3 separate regions of the Mus musculus genome follow, and all the other regions are linked to region 3. A link is a contact called in public HiChIP or PLAC-seq data. All regions are on one chromosome and are shown on one strand. The core of a region is the stretch at or near the end of the contact, and the rest is flanking DNA. Distances in the headings are between cores, read along the strand shown.

The links. HiChIP or PLAC-seq counts read pairs in DNA pulled down with a chosen protein or histone mark.
Region 1: a contact with region 3 is called in a CTCF HiChIP or PLAC-seq map of the NIH/3T3 cell line, with 9 read pairs. The contact joins the promoter of Slc45a2 here to the enhancer-like site in region 3. A contact is called at or near these places in 11 of 39 promoter capture datasets (the C10 cell line, the HPC-7 cell line, cranial neural crest and 8 more), 4 of 15 datasets of contacts at CTCF or cohesin (the NIH/3T3 cell line, large pre-B cells and stem cell-derived epiblast-like cells), 32 of 484 Hi-C or Micro-C datasets (the G1E-ER4 cell line, the HL-1 cell line, cerebral cortex and 12 more), 5 of 115 datasets of contacts at active chromatin or transcription factors (the NIH/3T3 cell line, embryonic stem cells and hepatocytes) and 3 of 9 other capture datasets (adipose tissue, embryonic tail and pancreatic islet).
Region 2: an H3K4me3 HiChIP or PLAC-seq map of the 230-238 cell line shows a contact between it and region 3, with 4 times the contacts expected there. The contact joins two enhancer-like sites. A contact is called at or near these places in 2 of 115 datasets of contacts at active chromatin or transcription factors (the 230-238 cell line and embryonic stem cells) and 1 of 9 other capture datasets (embryonic stem cells).

The regions. Positions count from the first base shown.
Region 1 is chr15:10,999,300-11,002,336 of GRCm38.p6, forward strand. Slc45a2 (solute carrier family 45, member 2) reads left to right here and starts at 1,422. Exons shown (of 7, transcript NM_053077.3): 1 at 1,422-1,902. The coding sequence starts at 1,518.
Region 2 is chr15:10,874,949-10,877,871 of GRCm38.p6, forward strand. No RefSeq gene overlaps it. Among named protein-coding and RNA genes, the nearest start is that of Gm19276, 47 kb to the left of the region's middle. Within about 2 kb of position 1,588, at least 39 of the 459 cell types and tissues checked have an H3K27ac peak or open chromatin away from gene starts, as enhancers often do. A contact at or near this core is called in the 230-238 cell line, where this site is marked.
Region 3 is chr15:11,369,508-11,372,576 of GRCm38.p6, forward strand. No RefSeq gene overlaps it. Among named protein-coding and RNA genes, the nearest start is that of Gm34444, 4.0 kb to the left of the region's middle. Within about 2 kb of position 1,329, at least 16 of the 459 cell types and tissues checked have an H3K27ac peak or open chromatin away from gene starts, as enhancers often do. A contact at or near this core is called in the 230-238 cell line, the HL-1 cell line, the NIH/3T3 cell line and 2 more, where this site is marked.

The DNA.
Region 1 (3,037 bases), core at 172-2,671, 370 kb before region 3:
AAGAATTTAAAGTTCTGCCACCAAGCCTTATTCCTGAACTATTTTTAAAGGCATTTTTTTTTCCTAAAAGATTTTCCCTGCCGGATCCAGTAAGGAAAATGTGACCCACCTGACGTCTTTAAAACAGAGAAAATTTAATTAGAAGAATGCATTTATGATACAAATCAATGTAATATAGTAACATTAGTAATATGTAACAGGCTCTCTCTCTCTCTCTCTCTCTCTCTCTCTCTCTCTCTCTCTATATATATATATATATATATATATATATAAATGAGTAATAAAGGCTCTCATATATATATATATACATATATATATATAAAGAGTAATAAAGGCTCTCATATATATATATATATATATATATATATATATACATATGTATATATATATATATATATGAGTAATAAAATGACATAGTGAGGCTATCCCGGTATGAGCAGAATCAAAGAGCCAGGACTAGACCTAGGGCTGCAGTAACAATAGCTACGGAGAGTTAAAGGGACCCAGCAGTCCAGTGTGGCTACTAGACAACTACTAGATTCATAGTGGGCATTCAGTCAATGCCAAAAATATCTCAGGATGAAGAAAATTGGGACATACTTGGTTTTTTTGTTTGTTTGTTTGCTTGCTTGTTGTTTTCCCACCCCTGACTTTTCACCAAAGCTTCCTGCTGTCCAAGTATGCCTAGAAGCCAGGGAGCAAGGGAACCTGGGAAATGTAGTCCCATAGGGCCAAGTAAAGTAGGCGGTGACTGGTACAAAACAGACTGTATATACTCTATTCATTCAACTCCTGTTTGTTAGCAGATATTTTGGGAGGACCTAAGAGGTGCAAGGCTAGATGCTAGGGATGCCATAACGACCAAAATCGACCTGATCTCTGTCCTGAGAGCAAGACCGGTTAACACAGGATGTAAAAAGCACCGAGTGCAGCGAGAGAGAAAAGTTCACGGAGTTAAGTGACAGCCAGTGGTTGGGGTGAAGACTGGGGCCTGGCACAGTTTTAGCTCTAGTTAATTTGTCTTTTAAGCTTTGGGTAGAAAGTGTGAATTCTGGAAAACAGAATATCCAGATCTATAGAGAGAAGTTTATAGAAATTATTGGATTATTTACATTTTTAGTTAGTCTCTGTCTAAGGAAACTTTATGATTTTTAAGCTATGAAACTAAGAGGTGTACAATTGTGTGTGTGGAAAGACAGACAGAGAGAGAGAGAGAGAGAGAGAGAGAGAGAGAGAGAGAGAGAGAGAGAGAGACTGACTGTGTGAAGGAAGATCTTTAGAGAGGCACAAGCATTCTAAGGACCCCGAGGGCTCACAGCAGCTAATCTCTGTCATGCTTCCGAGTGCCAACGCCCCCTTTGCTTCTCACCGTAACTTGTGATCTTGGAGGCATGAAAGAATTTCAGCCCCTCCTCCAGCCTGACCATCTCTGTTGGTTGCTCTGACAGGCTCCATGTCAGACCCGGTTTGGAGCACAAATCTGAGGACCACGCAAGAAGGCTATTTTCTCCGTGGTCATGAGTGGAAGCAATGGGCCGACTGACACCCATACCTATCAATCCTTAGCCGAGGATTGCCCCTTTGGCTCTGTGGAGCAACCCAAGAGATCCACAGGGAGACTTGTCATGCACAGCATGGCCATGTTTGGCCGAGAGTTTTGCTATGCGGTGGAGGCAGCTTATGTGACTCCAGTTCTGCTCAGCGTGGGCCTGCCTAAGAGCCTGTACAGCATGGTGTGGCTCCTAAGCCCCATCTTGGGATTCCTGCTCCAGCCTGTGGTGGGATCAGCCAGTGATCACTGCAGGGCCCGTTGGGGTCGCCGGAGACCATACATCCTGACTCTGGCCATTATGATGCTCTTGGGAATGGCTCTGTACCTCAATGGAGATGCGGTCGTATCAGGTAAGTGGATCGCACAGATCCCATAGTTAACTGCTGGGTTAAAATGTCATCAGTATTTTTTAATGCCGCATAGAAAATGGCTAGAACTAACGTTCTCTCTCTCTCAGCATGCAGTGACCTCCCTCCCACCTTTGGATGACCCCGAGCCTGGGGCTGAGGGGCTTTTACTTCCAGAACCATCTCGACGCTGCCTTTTATTATTGCAAGGTTTTAAAAATGGGATTGAGCTTATATCTATTTCATCAAATTATATTCTTAAAAATTATTTTTATTTATTTACCAGTCGAAGGAGTTTTGAGCCACTTATGCCTCATGGAAGACTTTGTTAAATTGTCCAGCTATAAGCCTTTGTAACAAACTACCTGCTGTGTACAAATAAGGCCTAATTCTGGGTGCTTAACATTTTAATTGGTTTAGGGCACAGGCCTGTCAGCTCTGGGAGTGCTTTTGCATTGCAAATTCTGGACGAAGAATTTGGTGTTAAAGCAATATTTCTAGCTGCAAATTAGCTACTAAATTCTATGTACTTGGTGACAGTATATTGGAAAAGAGACCCTGAGGGGCACATATTTCAATACCATTTATGCCAGTAGGAAGTGAATGAGTATGATACAGCTCAAGCAGGTACCATTTTTATATATTTAGGAGGATGTACAAATATGGAAGTGTGAGATATAAATAGGAAATATAAGTACTGGAGGTAGGAAAGAGAGGAGAGGTTTATTTTTCTCTTTTATACAGGAATGTTTCAAATATGTTCATATATTACACACCACTCTTAGGTTAACAAAGCAAACTATAAATCAGGGAAACAACTTTATCATTCTTGACAGATTCGGTAGATGGACAGAGCATACAGATAGAACGGATCTTACATAGGTGTTAAAAGCGCTACAGTGCCTGTCTCGATAAACCAAAGGAACTGGAGAGGGTTGGTTGGGGATAGACAAGGTTTTCATTTGTCTGGGCCATTCAAAAGTGTGCATGGAAGGGCGATGGAGCCACAAATTCTCATACTCACTCCCCATACCGGCCAAGTCAGAGTCCTGGAAAATGGGGCCAGCAATCTGTATTTTGACAAAACAGTTAGGATGGCAGTCAGGTACTCCAGAGACTGAGGAGCCCCATGTTTGGG
Region 2 (2,923 bases), core at 338-2,837, 490 kb before region 3:
TCCAGCCCCCAGTAAGCCTCATTTACACCTGTCTCCTAAATTGAGGAATAATGAACCTAGGGCTTGCAAGAGCAAAACAAATTATCTATGTTCAAGCAGCAGAAAAGTTGTCCTTGACCCGGAGAATCCCTGCTGTAATCTCTGTGGCACATAGTGTGCCATCTGATGAAGAGGAAGTCTATGACCGAAGTAGACACAACTTATGCTCAGGAGCTAGAAAAGTTGCCAGGAGAGATGTTCTCTGAGCAGTTGGTAGCACTCAGAGATGGTGGTGGTAGTGTTGGTGAGGTCTCAATAACATGGCTGAAGTTATATGGAATAATTTACTCACTGTCTTAAGACACACAATAAAATACTATAGACTAGGTGGCTCACAAATGATAGAAGCCTATTCTTCACAGCCTTGGAGGCTGTCAAGTCTAAGACCAAGTTTCTTGGAGTTTCAGTGTCTGGGGATGGTCCAGGTCAGCCATCTTTTTACTGAAACTTCACAAGCAGAAGGGGAATGAGATTTCTCTTTGGACTCTTTTTTTTTTCCCCCTGTGGACACTAATGCTATTCTAGGTCTTTGCTCCCATAATTTAATCATATCCTAAGAGTGGTCAAGTTTAGACAAGTGACTTTGGGAGGGACATGAACATTTATTTGTTTGCACTCACATTTCTTACTGTTGGTGTTATCTGTTTGCTGCCTGGCACTCAAGCGGCTATGAAGTGGCATCCTTTTTCATGCCTGCTGTGGTAGTATTAGACAGGCCCACAAATACTCTGACAATCTTACCTTTGATCTGCAGAGCTTAATTATCTTCAGGTCAATTATCTTTTAAATGTGGGTGGTAATAATGGTGACTCATTTCTAAATAATCAAATAAGACAGAGTTCTGGTATTTGATTCCCAACTTTAGGATATGAAGACATTGTGGTGGGGTTTGATCTATTTCTATGGGTTCAAATGCTAAATTCTGCATCCCAAGATCTGGTTGCTCCAAGACGAGCAGATTCTCACATACATCAGCCTTTGTTGTGTAAACCTTACCACCCAGTTATTCCTGATTGGTTAATAAAGTTGCTGACAGCCACTTGATAGCTGGGCAGAAGAGATGCAGGCAGGCTTTGGTTTCCAGGCTTGGGATCACTGGTAGGGACAACCAGGAGAGATCGAGGAAAGGAGGAGGAGGAGGAGGAGGGGGAAAGAAGTCACCATGGGGTAATATGGACACAGCATGTGGCTGTGAGACCTGGCCTGACGAAGCAGGAGCAACATCAACGAATATGGCAAGTAATATACTGGGGCTCAAGGCATGAGAACAGAGAAAATACATAAGAGGGCTGATGCCTGCTAGCGCCAGTGCTCTGAAGCTTATTATAATTCTAAGGGTCTCTGTGCCTTTTCTTTGGGTAATAGCTGGTTAAAAAGTAACTGCCACCATATTAATTTTCCCAGTATTAGTTATTAACCTCGGAATATTTAAATCACTACATTGTGGTTTCCTCTTTCTGTTTCTGTTAAGTCACTTACTGTGGGGGGAAAACCAGCCTCCATGACCCTTAATAGCACTACTGAGAAAGTCACATGGCATGGAACAAGCCGAGCCGGAAAGGAACTGAAGACTTCTGCCAGCAGCATGTGAGCAGAGTTAACTGCTCGGAGGTGGGTCCTCTAGCCTGTCAGTCCTCAGTGAGGCCAGTCCTATCCGATATCTTTATAAACCTCAAGAGGGATCCTGAAATTAGCTGTGCCAGTTCCAAATTACAAGCCCACAGACAGCCATGAACAATAAACACTGGTTGATTTAGGGTAATCTGTGAATGAAGAAGAGACAACCAATGTGTCTAGACTCAGGGATCATAAAACATCATTTGCTGTATTCTATTTAAGTGAGTTTTTAGAGCCAGCCAGTCTCAAGAGAAGATACTGATGTAAAAACTGGAGAAAAGAAATGGAGTCATGGCTTAAACTGTCCTAAAAATGGGCAAGTTGGAAGATGGTCAGAAAATATGAAATAAGCAAGTCCTTTGTAGTAGGTGTAGTTGCTATAGTAAAACAATCATCTATGCGATTTCCTGTGAAATTTCTATTATTCTATTGGACCATGGAGTCAATGAGAGCAGGATTTTCATATCTGTTTTGTGTTCATCCACTCTTCCCAAGAGACTTGTACAGTATATAAGGTATGTGATATGCTCACAAAATACCTTACGAACAAACACATATGACTGGTCAGGACAGAGGGAACATATATCTGATCCTGTAAGTTTTCTTTTCTTTTCTTTTCTTTCCTTTTTTTTTTTTTTTTTTTTTTGGTTTTTCAAGACAGGGTTTCTCTGTGTAGCCCTGGCTGTCCTGGAACTCACTCTGTAGACCAGGCTGGACTCTGCCAGAAACTCAGAAATCTGCCTGCCTCTGTCTCCCAAGTGCCGGGATTAAAGGCGTGCGCCACCACTGCCCAGCTCCTGCAAGTTTGCTGTTTTGCTTTGTTATGTACACACCAGCTTTCTGAATGATGCATAAAAATATACCATTCAAGCTTTACATTTGTGTAAAGTTGTCTGCTATTTACTGCATTGTGACCCTTAGCTACTGAACCATCTCTCCAGCTTTTAGTTATTTATATTATTTATGTGTATGGGTGTTTTGCCTGCATGTATGTCTATGTGCCGCATATGTGCAGTGCCCAAAAAGGCTTGAAGCGGCATCAGATCCCTTGGAGCTGGAGTCCCTGCTGGTTGGGAGCTGCCCTGTAAAACTGAACCCAGGTCCTCTGGAAGAGCAGTCAGGGCTCTTATCTGATGAGCATTGTCATCCTTTTAAGATTGCTCAAGTTTGTTTTCTGTTGCTGTGGTAAACTCTGTGACTCAAAGCAACTTGGTGAGGACAGGGGTTTATCTCAGTTTGCAGTTTGAGTCCATTGTCAAAGGAAGCC
Region 3 (3,069 bases), core at 79-2,578:
AAGTGCTCTCGCTCTCATTGGCTGATCATTCTCATTATTGTGACCAGAGAGCTTGAACCCAGTCTTTTATTTACTAAAGGGTCATCATCAAAGCTTTAACCATCATTAATCAGTTTTTATAAATCCTTTAATTTACTTACGTTCTAAAAGTCCCGGATCACTATCCCTCAACCTCAATTCCTTAAAATAGAAACTAAACACAAGGGAAAAGCACATTTCCCTGTAGTCTTTACACAGACTGTTCTTCATGGGTAGCTGGGCACAGCACTTGTGGTTTCCTGGTACAGCAGGCAGCAGTCATTACAGTAGCTATTTTCATGAAAGAACAGAAAGGTAACAGACTACTGAGGTTAAAATAATTTCTTACAATGTTTCAAAAATTATGTAAATAAGGCAACTAGCTCTCTCTATCTCTCTAAGCATTGTCATCTCCTCCAAGTAGCTAGGAGAACAAAGTACGAACTTTTTACATGCTTGTATAGCATCTTTTAATTCTCTACTCTTTGTTTACTTATCATAGCCATTCCATGGACTCATGTTCAAAATCGACAATCTCTCCATAAACAGTTAGTTCACTTGCCCACTGTCCTCTTTCATTAAGCCATACTGTCCTTCTATTTGTTTCTAGATCATATACAGGCCTTTCTGCTATAAGATAAACCATTCTATCATTTGCTTATTTATTGTTATTGTTGTTGTTTTGGTTTGTTTTTGGTTTTGTTTGTTTGTTTTTATAGATTCCTCCTTCTTTTCTTATCCATACTTTTTCTTCTTCATACTACTTTAACTCTCTATCTTTGATGTTCCCAAGTTCACTCTGGTTAATTAATGCAGCAGTCATTGGACCAGAGGACGCGTATCTCCTTATATAATTCCAAATTTAAGGTCAAGTCACATAATGAGCAATTTCTATTAAGGGCCATCTTGGTCTCTATGGCCTCCGTGGTTATGTTGTCTAGATCCTTCCCATGACTCTAAAGGCCAGGAAGAAGGCCTGTTCCTCGTCTCCCACAGCCCCATGACCACCACCTTTCCTGAGAATTGCATGTTTTGTTTATTATGGAGTGATTAGCTCTGAGTAATGGGGGAGATATATTCCCCAGAAAGAGAGATTGAAAGTAAAACAAATAGAAGAAAGAGCAGATCAACCTCAGGGCAATAGCAGCCATTAATACACATGGGGATCTACAGCTTGATGATGCTCCAGGGGCAGGAACTGTCACGTTCCCCCTTACGCAGCCGTGCCAGACTCCATGCCCCCTTCTATGCATCTACAGAGAGATTTGTGCTATAGTTCTGTTCCCCTGGAGAGCCCTGACTAATACAGTGAGCGACTGGGCATCTGGACAGAGGAGCAGTCATTGCATCATCTCCCCAGCTAATGCAGCTGTACTTCCTGGAACTTCTGTCCATCTGGATGAAACATTTTGATTACTCTGACAAGTCTGCATTCTTCATGGGCCTTACACTAATTCATCTCAGTTTTTCTTACCAAATTAAATTGCCCTCGTCATGATTGTGGTCGAATGGTAATCACACCTTGAAGGGTTAGGGCAGTCCAGGCTATCTAAATGGGGCTTCCTGCAACACTATCCATTGGGAAAGTAACCAAAGTCCAGATATCTACCCCGCAACCCAGAGCTCTAGATTAGTGGCCTTTGCAAGAGTATGATACCAAAAGATCTTTAAGAAAGGGAGTGGCTAAAGAGTTCTTGATGGGAGCCGTTGATGGGGTGCTTTCCTTGAAGGAGATTGACTTTTCAATGTCAAGAAAAGATGCAATAGAAAGAGACCTTGACGCCCACCCATACCAAGGAGCTGCTGAGCAGGTTGTTGCTGGGTGAGGGAATCATTCTTCTCTGATGCTGTGGACAGTGGTAGGTTTCCCATGCCTCATTGTCAGGCCCTACAAGTATGGACCTATGTGCAGTACCAACTTAGTGGGTTATTGCATAAACAAACACATGAACTTGAGAGGGGTGTGATGGGGATCTGGGGAGGTTTGAAGAGAGAAACGGGATATAATAGTTTTTCATCGTGTTCATGTATGACGTTTTCAAAAATAAAGTAAAGCTTCTAAAGAAATAAATGCCAGTTAAAGACTAAAAACCAGAAGTTGAAAATTAATCCCTAATGTCAGTCCTAAAAAGACAGTGACTTACTGGCTTAAGTAAGAGGCTGTCCTCTGACTGTGGCTATGTGGCTAGAAAAAAAAAAAAGAACATTAATGACCACTAGGAAATGATAGGCATATGAAACTCAAGTGTCAAGTGAACTCAAAAAAGAAAGATGTCTCACTGTAGAATTTTGTGAGCCACAGTGTCTATATTTCCCATGTGAAGTAACTGTTTTGTTTTTCTGCTTCTATAAGTGGAATAAATCGTGTAAGGACCTTGCTAAAAATAATTTTCAGAGTTCTGTCCCAAATATTAATTTTTCATGTCAAGGATCAGCCTATAATTTGAACAAGAATATTAAGTGATTTAGAAATGGCAGTTTAAATGTCCACCATTTGAAAAGCATTTCAGAAGAGCCTGAGCTTTGCCCAGCCTCCTCCCTTTGCCATCCCAAGGACATCTCGTTGATGTAATCTTTCTAACTGAATTCATAGTCAGTGACCAACTTGATGCTATGTCCGTTTCACAGCAGTGGTCAAACCAAGGATTGTACTTTACGGGTTAGATTTTTGGAAAGTTGTTATTTATTAAGAGATCATTGAGGGCAAATTAATTTAGGGAGGCTGTCTGGCCCATGATGTGCCAGCACAGTTGTGTGAACCAGGTGCATCCAGTGGTGCATTGAGTTTTGTGTCCTAGAAGCTGAGCATGTGTCACATGTTTGTAATCCCCGTTACTTGGGAGACTAACGTGGGAGAATTGCATGTATAGAGCCAGCCCAGACATCGTATAAGAACTGATGAAATGTCATCTCCCAGATCTTTGTGTAATGAACAATAGAGTTAAAGTGGCTATGGGTATTTATCATGCTCACGGTTCATCTCTACTTAGTATTACTATTGATATCGGCAGGTGTTAGGGTCAGTGGACACCTCTGGCAGAGTTTCAGATT